Linked DNA regions of Sus scrofa: regions 1 and 2 are each linked to region 3. Evidence: chromatin contacts called from public Hi-C and HiChIP or PLAC-seq data. All regions are on one chromosome and are shown on one strand. The core of a region is the stretch at or near the end of the contact, and the rest is flanking DNA. Distances in the headings are between cores, read along the strand shown.

Region 1 (4,006 bases), core at 102-2,601, 260 kb before region 3:
ACCTCATGGTTCCAGTTGGATTCGTTTCCACTGGGCCACGATGGGAACTCCCTCTCCAGGAAAGTCTGATGAAATTTCTTACAAAACTCTTGCGAAACACTCCAGCACTGCTGCTTGTGCACCAGAGGCTCAGGGATGGTAAACAAGTAAATATAACATGTATGGGCATTTATACAAGAGAAACACATGACTTTCTTTGTATCTGTTTCTTCCAGAGTAAAGAGGGAGAATCACAATGGTGAGACTGATTTTAGAACCACTATGTCAAACACAGTCAAATGGGTTTCTTTATATCAAGACATCTCAGAGCCTTTAATACAGCCTTTAAATTTTGTATAATATTTAATACAGAATATTTAATAATATATAATATTTAAGGCAATGTATAGCATTTTTTCAATGTTATTTGGTCATAGATTCCATTTCTCCTTCATTTCCTATCATGTTACTCCTTTTAAACTGTATTAACAGTTTGGAAAGCAGTCTGGGAAATAATCATAATAGCTTGCATTTGTATGGTGCTCTACGGTTTACAAAGAGCTTACACATGCATCAGGGTTGGATGCGAGAGCTCAAAGAAACTGTCAGTGGTTTGTCCAAGAAGAAAGAGCTCATAGGAACAGAGTAAGGATTAGAACTGGGTTTTTTGAGCTTGATGTTCACTGTTTATCCACTCTCATATTGCAGGTAAGGGAAGCAGTGCAATGAAGTGCAAAGTCATTTACTGCTCTTTCTTCTCTTTTCTTTCCTTCTTTTTTTTCCCCCTCTTTGGTTACCCTGCAGCACATGGGGAATGCTCATGCCTGGCTGGGGATCAGTCAGATCAGAGCCGCAATCAAAACCGAAGCCACGTCTACGGCAACACCAGATCCTTAACCCACTGCACTGGACCAAAGGTGGAACCTGCATCCCAGCACTGTCCAGACGCCACCGACCCTGCTGTCCCACAATGGGAACTCCACCATTTACCTTTCTTTGCCTCAGTTTCCTTATCTGTAAAATAAGGCAGTTGGAACAAATTTGAAAGGGATGCCTTATCCAAAAAATTAAATAACTATCTTTTTCAGCATGGCTGGATTTGCAATCAATTTTTTCAAGTCCTTAACCAGTTCAAATGATCTGCCTTGAACTAGGAATCAGTAGCAGTGGCTGAGCACTCTGGGTGCAATAAAAAATTAGTCACAATTCCTTCTCTGGCATATTATGTCTCCCAGAATGTGCTGCTAGAAATTTTTGTACACAACTATCTCCTAAGGCCACAGAAGCATGCCCTTTTGTACCCCAGCACTGGCCTGCCATCTCTTGAAAAAGCAAACAAAAAAAGAGACAACACAGCACTGCCTTGGAATGTCACCAATGTCCTTGTGGTCAGTGCCACATGGCCAGGCCCGAAGGTCTTAAGTCTATTGTTAGTCAACAGCAGGGCTGGAAGTCAGCTTCCCTTTAGTAATAAAAGCTATTACCTGACTCTTTAAACATTTCAACTTTCTTCCCTATTTCACAGTTCATAAAGCACCTCTCTGATGTACAGGGTGTTTGTTTTTTATTATTTAAGAGAAGATATAAGACAGCATGTTTTGCCACCTCTTGATGGCTTATTACTTCCTATGAGCGAATAAACAGTCATTCTGCAGCACAGCTTTCCTAATTGCTCACGTCTGTTAAGACATCAGTGCACTGGGTGTCTCACTGCCCTCCTTCCAACCCCACCTCGTTGTGTGTCCAACAAGAGCACTGCCAGAGCCCCTGGTTAATACCTACACCCTGCAACTCATTAGGTGCTCATTAGTATCAGAGCCTAGAAGCAACATGATGGATTCCACAATATGTTGGAGCTTGGGTTGGTGTCTCAGCTGAGGACGCCTCAGATGCACAGGTCAGCAACTTGGCAGCGGCTCCACGGCCCACGCTGAGCACATGGCGCTCCACGTAGCCACTGGGGAGGACGACAAATATGGGGCCTCATTAAAAATTGAGAGAAGGAGGGAAAAAAATCCTTTTGCAGGACCCATGAGGCTTCATGGTTATCGATTTGCCCTTCCACTCACATGAAGAATTTATCACCAAAATAAGAGAGCCCTGAACATCCAAGCAGCATCACCATATTTCCAGGAATCAAATACCATGCATCAGGGATCCAAGTGAAAGTTTTAAGCATGTCTCTTTAAATGGTTATTTTTATCCTCTGAATAACACAAGCTGGTTCAAATCTAATGGAGGTAAAGTGAGTATATATTTCTCCTTCCTTCTTTCCTGTTTTCTTCTTTCCTTCCTACTAACTTCTTCCTTAAATGGATATAGTAATGAACAGCTCTTTAAAAACTGTTCTTCCCAAATTTCAGTCTCTCAGATCATCCCCCCCTGTAATGCGTCATTTGGCACATAAGTACTGTTCACACACCTCCTTTTCTTGGAGGACAACAAACCCTAGTAGGAGCAAAAAAAAAAAAAAAAAAAGTATCAGAAAAGGAAGACTGCCTCAGGTCTCCAAATATGTCATGTTTCAAAGTCATTATTTAATAGGACATTTTAGGTAGGACTGTCATGCTATTATTACTAACAGTTTCCCTTTCTTTCCTTTTTTTTTTGCTGCACCCGAAGCCATGTGCAAGTTCCCGGGCCAGGGATCGAACCCACGCCACAGCAGTGACAACATAGGATCCTGAGCCCCTTCCCTTTCTTTAAGAGTGGAACTAGGAGGTAAAGACTAGCAGCAGTTGGTATTTTAGAGATGATTACCTGATCCTACATGGGTATTTAAAATTATCTTGATTTTTGTAGGTCTGGTTTGAAAATGAAGGGGGGAAAAATGCACATTCAATGTTTAAAATTACAGAGCATGCAGGGCTCACATTTTCATAAAACCACTTAAAAATGAAAGGTCAAACCAATCATTCCAACACGGAGAATCTGCTTTCTTGTCAGCACAATTCAAAGAGTAGCTTTTATTTTCAACGATCACACCTTTTTTGGGCAGAATCCCAATGAGCACTTTGCACCATGACAACCAGGAGGCAACGCAGGACATCCTGCGATGGTGCCTCAGAAAAAGAATGTGGACCCTGCAGAGCCCGGGGTCCCCACCTCTAACCTGGGCACACTGCCTTGTGCTCACTCGCTGGGAGAACAGAATTCAACTGTGCTCTGGAAGTTAAATGGAATAGAATCAGTGAGGTCTCAGGAGTGTTAAAGGGAATGAAGATGAAATGACCACAAAGCGCTCAGCAAATGTTTAACTGTTGCTATGGTCTGCAAGTTTGTGTCGCCTCAAAATTCGTACGTTGAAAACTAATGGACGATGTATTATGAGCTGGGGCTTTGGGGAAGTGACTAGATCATGAGGGTATGGACCCCACCTGAATTGGATCCGGGTCTTACAAAAGATATTCCAGAAGAACCCCTCACTCCTTGCCCTTTCCCCATGTGAGGACACAACGAGAAGCCTGCAGTCCAGAGGACAGGCCTCACCGGAGTGTGCTGGCACCTTGATCTTGGACTTCCAGCCTCCAGAGCTGTGAAAAATACATTTCTGTTGTTTAGAAGCCACCCAGTCCATAATATTTTGTTATAGCAGCCCAAATAAATCAAGAAAATTATTTATTCGAACTTGTATGGTTTCTGGAGTTGGGGCACCAAAGAAGAACATTTCTGTGAGTGAGACACTGGAGCGTCTATTTTGTCTATTTTTGGTACATCAAGCCCTAAACTATATTTCATAAAAAATAATGTGCTATTGTTCTCAAACTTAAAAAAAAAAAAAGATAATTTTGAGGTTACAGATTTATACATACTGGGTAAAGATAGTATCAATATGTAAAACTCACTGGAGCTGGTAGTTAGAATAGTGCACCTGGCCCAGTGGGAGATGACGGCAGGCACTCAAGAAAGGTTGTCAAAGTACTTTTCCTAATAATTTATAGCATTTGGCTTCCTCTGGCATTTTGGATGTGGTGCCTCTAGCGGTCAGGCTTAGTTAGAACAACAGCATCCCAACCAATTTCCTGGT
Region 2 (3,675 bases), core at 730-3,229, 310 kb before region 3:
CCTACAACAAACCAGTAACTCTTAATTAGCTTCACCCTTAATCTCAGTGACTTTAAGATATTAGAGATCCTTGATAAATGCAATATTATATGTAAGATCAAGTAGGTCCAATTACTTCTCAGTTCATACATTAATTTCAATTATTTTCTCCAATATCAACAATTGCTAGCATTTATCAACCACTTATATCACTCGTTTATATCTCAGGCATAGGCTAAACTTTTACAATTGGTCTTATCAGTAACAATATGAAACAAAAGATATTATTGCCCCTTTCATGTTGATGAGGAGATTTGGATACAGAGAGATTGCTATTTGGCCCCAAATCACATTGCACGTAGGTCTCAGCATTTGACTCCTGGTTTGTCTGATTCCAAAGTCCACGAATCTCCTCATTCAGCTAATTTCCCACTCGCCACTTCTGAAGAGCTGCTGGACCAGCAGGAGGGAGGGCAGGAGGCTGGCAGTTAAAGTGCACTGCACACTAGGAGTGTGGGAGCAGAGGGGACAATGGATGTGTGGGCAAAGCCCACACTGCCGTTTGACAGAGTGCAGATTCTTGGGCATGTCAGTCCTTCTGCACTCCCCTAGGGAATGTCCCTGGAAGGGGCCCACATCCTCTAAGAGGGTGGGGGCCTCCTGGGCTAGTGTCATGACCATAGGCTCATTATAATTTAATGTTTGACAAATGCAATTGGCTAGACTTTCCCAGTGGAAAGCATTCTGAAAATGTCTGAGGCTGGCCAAAGGCAGCAGCTACTTTTAGCACTTAGAAACAGGTTAGATCCTTAGGCACCAAAGACTCCCCACCACGTTTAGTAAAAATGCTGTGTCTCTGGCTCCCAAGTGATATCAAAGGCGAGAAGTGCATATTCATTGGGTCCTCTTTTTTTCAGCTACTCCAGATGGGCTCAGAGCAGCATTATTTCTCTTTACAAGCTCTGTGCTTCTAAACCTTTCACCAACCACAGGGACTGGGTGGGCAGAGTTTCTGGGTTAAACCTCTTCGAGAATTCCAGAAATATTGCAACTTTAATTCCTTGTTCTCTGAGGATCTATCTCACTTGCCAATTATGATGATAGTGACAAAAAACAAAAACAAAACTTACTTTGTATTATGAGCAAGAATACCTTTCTTTTCTCTTTTCTTTCTTTTTAATGTTCTGCAACATCAAATAAGCTTTGGCTAAGCAAAAAATGTTTTCCCAGGAATTCATAAAAAGCTGAGGGATGAGAACAGCTAAAATTACAACATGTTTGCAAACTTCCTGAGCACAGTGCTATGAAGTGTGTCATCCATCCACAGAGGCACCACTGAAGGTTTCCAGTGGGAGAAGTGACTGGCCGTAAACTTCTCTGCACAGCAGTTAATACCAAGAACATGTTGTGAGCATTTTTGGTGCCACTGCTATGAAACACAATCATATGTCATCTTCCAGGCACATCTTCACATAAATTAGTTGTGCCTATGCCTTTAAGGGGGAAAAAAAAAAAAGAACTAAACACATCAACAAATCAACTGTGAACTGCCTGAGCTGACTTATCGTGATTTTAGAAGAAAACGGTTTCTGGAGTTCCCCTTGTGACTCAGAGGAAACAAACCCAACTAATATCCATGAGGATTCAAGTTCGATCGCTGGCATCGATCAGTGGATTAAGGATCCAGTGTTGCCATGAGCTGTGGTGTACGATGCAGACGTGGCTTATATCTGGCATTGCTATGGCTGTGGCATAGGTTGGCAGCTGTAGTTGTGATTTGACCCCAGCCTGGGAACTATGTGCTGCAGATGCAGCCCTAAAAAGCAAAAAAATAAAAAGAAACCTGTTTCCTACTGGCTACAGTCCCAGCCAGTTCTTCATGTTCAAGGGAAAAGACCATCCCTGACCTTCTAAACAATGCTTGCAGCACTGCTAAGGCAAAGGGAAGGGGACTGGCAGCTGCCCAGTCCTGCTGTGTGCCAGGCATCAAGCTAAATACGTCTGTACTTAGGTCATCACTTTGCAGTGACATTCTGTAAACTGGAGGATCCATGCCTTGGGACACTAGGCAGTCATTCAAAGGAAGCTGAGGTTGAGGGCAAAGTACCAATGGAAAATGCCTGTAAGATGATGAAAAAGCAAGGCAGCCACACTGCATGTTCCAGGAGCTGCTGCTGATGCTGTGAACACCTGGATCCAGTACAGCCTTTGAGCTAATTCATCAGCAGTCATCACAACTTGAGGCAAACAGTGCTTCCGAAGAGCCACAGAGGAGAAAGAACCCAGTCCTTGCTAAGGCATTTCCTTCCTACCGTGAACCCTGGGAGTATGCAAAGCAGCAGAGCCCAGTCTTCTGAACCAGTGGTTCTCAACTGCATGTATCAGAAACCCCTGGAAGGCCTGTTCACTCACAGGTGGGCTGGGCCATAGCTGGTGAGTGTCTGGCTCATTGGTCTGAAGTGGGATGGGAAATCTGCTTGTGCACTGAGTTCCCAGGTGCCACTCACTTTGAGAACTGCACTTTGAGAACCCCTGGTCTCAGTCCTGGGTAGTTACTCCAGGTTGCTGAGAACATCCCCAGCTCTGTCTGAACTCTGTTGTGTGAGCTGAGTGGCCACCTGTGCATGATTAAGCTGCCAGACGAGTGAAGGAAAGGTTTGTATGATCCACTCAGCAAATGCAAAGAGCCACTAAAAGTCCAGGAAATAAGAAAATCCCCTAGGAGTTCCTGTGGTGGCTCAGGGGGTTAAGGACCTGACATTGTCTCTGTGAGGATGAGGATCTCTGGCCTCGTTCAGTGGGTAGAGGATCTGATGATACCACAAGCTGCAGCACAGGTCGCAGATGTGGCTCAGATCTGGCATTGCCCTGGCTGTGGCGTAGGCTGGCAGCTGCAGTCCCCCTGGCCCAGGAACTTCCATATGCCGCAGATGCGGCCATAAAAAGAAAAAAAAGAAAAGGAAAGAAAGAAAAAAGAAATATGCTCCCGGAGGCCACAGAGAAGGTGTGTGAGGAAGGTGAACTCAGAATCAGAGTCTCAGGTGCATTTCTTAGCAGCTGTGTGACTGGGGGTAAGTTACTTATCCTCTTGGTTCCTCAGATTACTTCTCTGTAAATAAAAATAAAACCTAAACCTCGTAGGCGTGCGAGGGTTAAATGCGGTACCCTGAGGACTCCAGTCTGCTTGATGCTTGTTAAAAACATAGACCCCCTGACTCCTAAGCCTGGACTGCTGAACTAGAATCTCCAGGGCAGGATCCGCAGGACAGGAATCTTTAATAAACAGCCAGGTGATTCTTAAATTGGGCAAGTTTTGCAAACTCAGATAAAATGCATGTAAAGCACTTGGCCTTGATCTATGCTCCCTCCACAAAGGTCAGCCACTGATTTATTACCAGCTAGGTCTGGCTATTTGCAAATGGTACTAGCACGACCTTCCCAATAATATTACCCAGGATGATTAATTAGCAGACACCCTATCCTATAATAAACTTTCAGGAGATGTGGCTCTGTATCCATAGATAACAATTAAGTGAACTTTACATGTAAGACTGGTGTACGGTACTGCTTATAAATTATACCTCAATTAAAAGGTTTTCAAAAGAAATTTTAAAAAGACATGAGTCCCCTTTAGAGAAATGCACTCAAAGACAAATAATGCTAGTAGACAGGCTATGTGCCTGAATGCTCCTATGT
Region 3 (4,093 bases), core at 178-2,677:
GCTATGGGGTCTGAAACACTGTCCAGCTTGGCCATGCAGGCTGGATTGCACGTACGCTTTGGGAAAGTGGTGAAAGCAGCCAGGTAGTCCAAATGTCACCATATGGACACTGACCCAAGAGGCGGGATGGGCAGATGAAGCTTCTATAACAGCCTATGCCCCAGGGGAAAGACCCCTCCTACATTCACAGTGGCTCTTACCGCGCAAGTGGCAGCTGACCACAGCAGCTGCATTGAGCCCGGACTCTTCTTGGGCTCATGGCTTTGGTGGCCAGGGGGGCATGCGGTAGCACAGCAGGATGCTTGGGTAGTGAATGAGCCAAGGGTGCCTGATGGCTTTTACTCTGAAATAGAGGCAGCTGCAGCTGCATTGAAAGTGTGCAGCCACCGTGGGACTAAATGGCTCTCCTCTCTGCAAAATCGCGGCTAAATATTTGACCTGGGGAAGGCCTGCAGGAGAGTGGTAGCCTGAAAGAGGCCAGAAGAAACTTCTGAAGATGACAAAGAGGGGGCTGGAGCTGGAGCTGGAGAGGTTTAATTTCATTCAAATATTCAAATAGCTAGGTTTGACATTATTTGGTATCCTACATGGGTGAAGAAGAAAGTGTACACCTATCACTGCCTCTCTCCTCAGAATATTCACTGAGGTACGTATTATTAGCTATGTTTTGTGGATCAAGAAACCGAGGTGGAAAAAGATTAAGTGACTTGCTCAAGGTCATGTGGTTGGCAAGTAGGTGGCTACCAATTTGGCCTGTAAGATGTGTTTTCACTGCAAATTGCAGCATCTCTTCTTCAGACCAAGCCTGAACGTGCTAAGTTAACATGTAAGTGCCCAATTTTACCAGAATGAATTATCCATCCCTTTGGGCCATCTGATAACCAGAAGAAGCACATAGCTTGGCAAGGAGACCCTATTGTTACTGCATTTTGTAACAGGCATTATTCGGGTAGAGCAGGATGACCTAAGATGTGGAATGAGATTGCTCCAATGTCTAGGAGCTGCTCCTCTATCCTTTTTTTTTTTTTTTTTTTTTTTAATTTGGCTACACTTGTGGCATGCAGAAGTTCCTGGGCCAGGGATTGAACCCGTGCCACAGCTGTACCCAAAGCCACAGCAATGACAGTGCCAGATCCTTAACAAGTGAGGCCCGAGGGAATTCCATATTCTTATCCTTTTTAGAACACTCAGGTCAAGTGCGGTTAGGCTAGCATAGCAGAATAAAAGTTCACTTGCCTTATAGGCAGCTATTGGCAGGAAGCCCAGCTAACTACGTTCAGAGGCTAACTCAAAAACTGTTTCAGGGGTTGCCAGCAGCAATGAAATGATACTAGGCATGGTTTCTGAACTTGAAATTATAACAGTCCTGTAGTCAGTGACCCTTTATGTGCCTCACCATGAACTCCCTTCTGAGAAAAGCTTACACAACTACTTACTTCAGTGTTTGCCGACTCGGATGCCTACAAGGGTCAGGCCTGTGAATAAATGAGTGAAGCTAGTTTGACAGCAGGGAGATTTCAGGACTGTGTTGAACTGACAGCTTCTGGGACTTTAAACAGGTCACTCAGTACTCAGTATTGGTTGACCGTTAGTGTTTTCTGACACTCCAATTTTTTAAGGGTGGCTGGAAATCTGGGTTTTTAATATGAAAACATTCTATTTAAAAATGTCGGTTGAACATTAAATTGAAAACAAAACTGCATGAGTCAAAACTGTGCAAATCAAAGCAAACCTATCTGTGGCTGGTTCCAGTCTCCATGTTGCAATCAGCACCCTGCACAAAGGTTTCCTGCTTCACTTGCAGCACCACTGTGCCGCCTCCTGCCCCCTGCTGACTGGAGAGGAAATGGCCCTGGGGCGATGGAGTTCTCTTTAGCTTCCCCCAGAAAGGACTGGTGGGAAGCCCAGTACTGGAAGGTCACTGTTTAGCTCAATCAGATTCTTGCTCTCCTGGAACTGGATCAGAAGAAAGAGAGAGTTAAGTCATAGTAACAGGAGGAGAAGAAGCATATCCGGAGACTCACCAAGAAACCATATTCACAGAGCATTCAAACTGGGTGCCTGCTGCTGAGAGGCCGATCACATGATGGAGTGGCTAGCGCTTTTGCTGTGTACAGTGGATGACTAGAGCTAATGCTGTTTTCTGAATGATCAACAGATTTTTCATACTGTCCTGTTGTATCTTTACAATACAACCGACTGTACAAGGTAAACCTGAGTATGTCTGGGAATCCTGTAATTTCAGAGATGCTGATCAATGCCACAGCCTGTGGCCTCATACATATATTCGTTTGTAGAAGAACAACCATTCTTCCTCACAACAATTGCCTCTGATGAACATGTGATCCTGCCCCTCTTGCTGATTGGATAAGCCAGAAATACCTCTGCCAAGTTGAACCAATCAGATTCTATACCATAGTCATGTTGGATCATTCAGGAAAAAGGCCTGAATAGATAATATAAGCTCAGGACTTGAGGCTCTTCTGATGAGATGGCCATTGCTAGTAAAATTCATTAAGACAATTTACAAAGTCCAGCCAGAAGTGACTTCTGCTTCCTTTTCTAGCCTCATCACTCATCTATCTCCCTAGAAACATCCCGGCCTTCTTTCAGGTTGATACAAGGCTGTGATTGTACTGCCTCAGGGCCTTTTCATGTGCTATTCTTTCTTCCCAATGACTAGTTAGCCCCTATGAGGACTTTCAAATCCTAGCCCAACGGTCACTTCTTCAGGGAGATCTATTCTTTTTTTAAAATTTTTAAAATAATAGTTGATTTACAACATTCTGTTAATTTCTGATATACAGCAAAGTAACCCAGTTATTTATATATATATACATATATATATATACTTATATTTATATACATTCTTTTTTTCACATTATCCTCCATCATATTCCGTCACAAATGATCAGATATATTTCCTTGAGGGAGATCTATTCTTAAACTTCAAATTAGACCAGAGCCCCGCATTCTCCCCTGGCCCTCATTACACACTTTTGTGGCACTATAGATTTTCTATTTCTTTATAACCTGAGTTCATTATGGTTTTCCTTCCTGTATCCTTTCCTTATCACAAAAGTAGTTAAGAGTATTACTCTGGGGTCATATTTTTTTGGCTCAAGTCCTGGTTCTACTATTGACTAGGTAGGTGACTTTGAACGTGTGACTTTGAACGTGTGACTTAACCTCTCAATCTTAGTTTGTTCACCTACAAAATGATAGTAATAGTAGCCAGAAGGCTTCCTATATTCTCCTTTGGGACAGCCATTGAGTTTGAGTGATATTTCCATCTTTTTGTCTGTCCTCATCTTAGTCTTGCAGAAGACTAATGCTTTTTGGAATGTCCATTTAAATGTTTTCATTCATAGGATTTCTTTCTGCTCTTAGGTAAGAAAAGAGGTTCTGAGCTCAATGTCTCAAGAAAATGATGGCACGTCAGAAGGAGAAACAAAGAGTCTTTCTTGATATTTGTATTTCAAAAGTCTGGGCCTTCCAAGAGAATCTAAAAAGATGTGCATGAACAGATTATCCCAGAGATTTGTGAAAATGCAAAGGAGGAAAGAGCTATAAAGAGCCCTACTGAGTTTCCTTGTACTGTCTGGCATAGGTACAAAGAATGACCATGAGTGATTGGGACATTAGCCAGGAAAAAGTCTGTGATCAAGAATGGAGATGATGGATTCCTAACGTGAATGAATCAATGACTGAAGACAGGGAGGGAGACCAAAGAGGGGAAACAGCTCAATCGATGCCTGTGAGGTTAAATAATAAATCAAATCAGATGCTCTCACCGCAGTGATACAGTAGCACTCCCTAAAGTTCCTTCAAATTAGAGTTAAGAGAGAGACTCCTCAATTCCTTAAGGTTAGCCCCCCCCCCCCCCGTAATATGGGAACTTGCAATAGGAATAAAGTTGAGAAATTAAAACAAACGAAGAAAACAGGAGCTTCCTTTGTGGCTCAGCGGGTTAAGAACCTGACTAGCATGTATGAGGATTCAGGTTTAATCCCTGCCCTCGCTTAGTAGGTTGAGGATCCAGCATTGCTGCAAGCTGCATAGTCACAAATGTGCCTTGGGTCTGGACTTGCTG

Evidence for each region. Hi-C and Micro-C count contacts between places; a contact is called where the count stands out from the background. HiChIP or PLAC-seq counts read pairs in DNA pulled down with a chosen protein or histone mark.
Region 1: a contact with region 3 is called in a Hi-C map of liver, with 4 times the contacts expected there. The contact joins two enhancer-like sites. A contact is called at or near these places in 7 of 47 Hi-C or Micro-C datasets (alveolar macrophages, liver, retroperitoneal adipose tissue and 1 more) and 1 of 2 datasets of contacts at active chromatin or transcription factors (skeletal muscle).
Region 2: a contact with region 3 is called in an H3K27ac HiChIP or PLAC-seq map of skeletal muscle. The contact joins two enhancer-like sites. A contact is called at or near these places in 3 of 47 Hi-C or Micro-C datasets (psoas muscle and skeletal muscle) and 1 of 2 datasets of contacts at active chromatin or transcription factors (skeletal muscle).

The regions. Positions count from the first base shown.
Region 1 is chr4:18,457,181-18,461,186 of Sscrofa11.1, reverse strand. All of the region lies in intron 4 of SNTB1 (beta-1-syntrophin), which reads right to left. Among named protein-coding and RNA genes, the nearest start is that of MTBP, 150 kb to the left of the region's middle. Within about 2 kb of position 1,351, at least 4 of the 83 cell types and tissues checked have an H3K27ac peak or open chromatin away from gene starts, as enhancers often do. A contact at or near this core is called in liver, where this site is marked.
Region 2 is chr4:18,502,090-18,505,764 of Sscrofa11.1, reverse strand. All of the region lies in intron 5 of SNTB1 (beta-1-syntrophin), which reads right to left. Among named protein-coding and RNA genes, the nearest start is that of MTBP, 100 kb to the left of the region's middle. Within about 2 kb of position 1,979, at least 9 of the 83 cell types and tissues checked have an H3K27ac peak or open chromatin away from gene starts, as enhancers often do. A contact at or near this core is called in skeletal muscle, where this site is marked.
Region 3 is chr4:18,194,620-18,198,712 of Sscrofa11.1, reverse strand. No RefSeq gene overlaps it. Among named protein-coding and RNA genes, the nearest start is that of SNTB1, 92 kb to the left of the region's middle. Within about 2 kb of position 1,427, at least 13 of the 83 cell types and tissues checked have an H3K27ac peak or open chromatin away from gene starts, as enhancers often do. A contact at or near this core is called in liver and skeletal muscle, where this site is marked.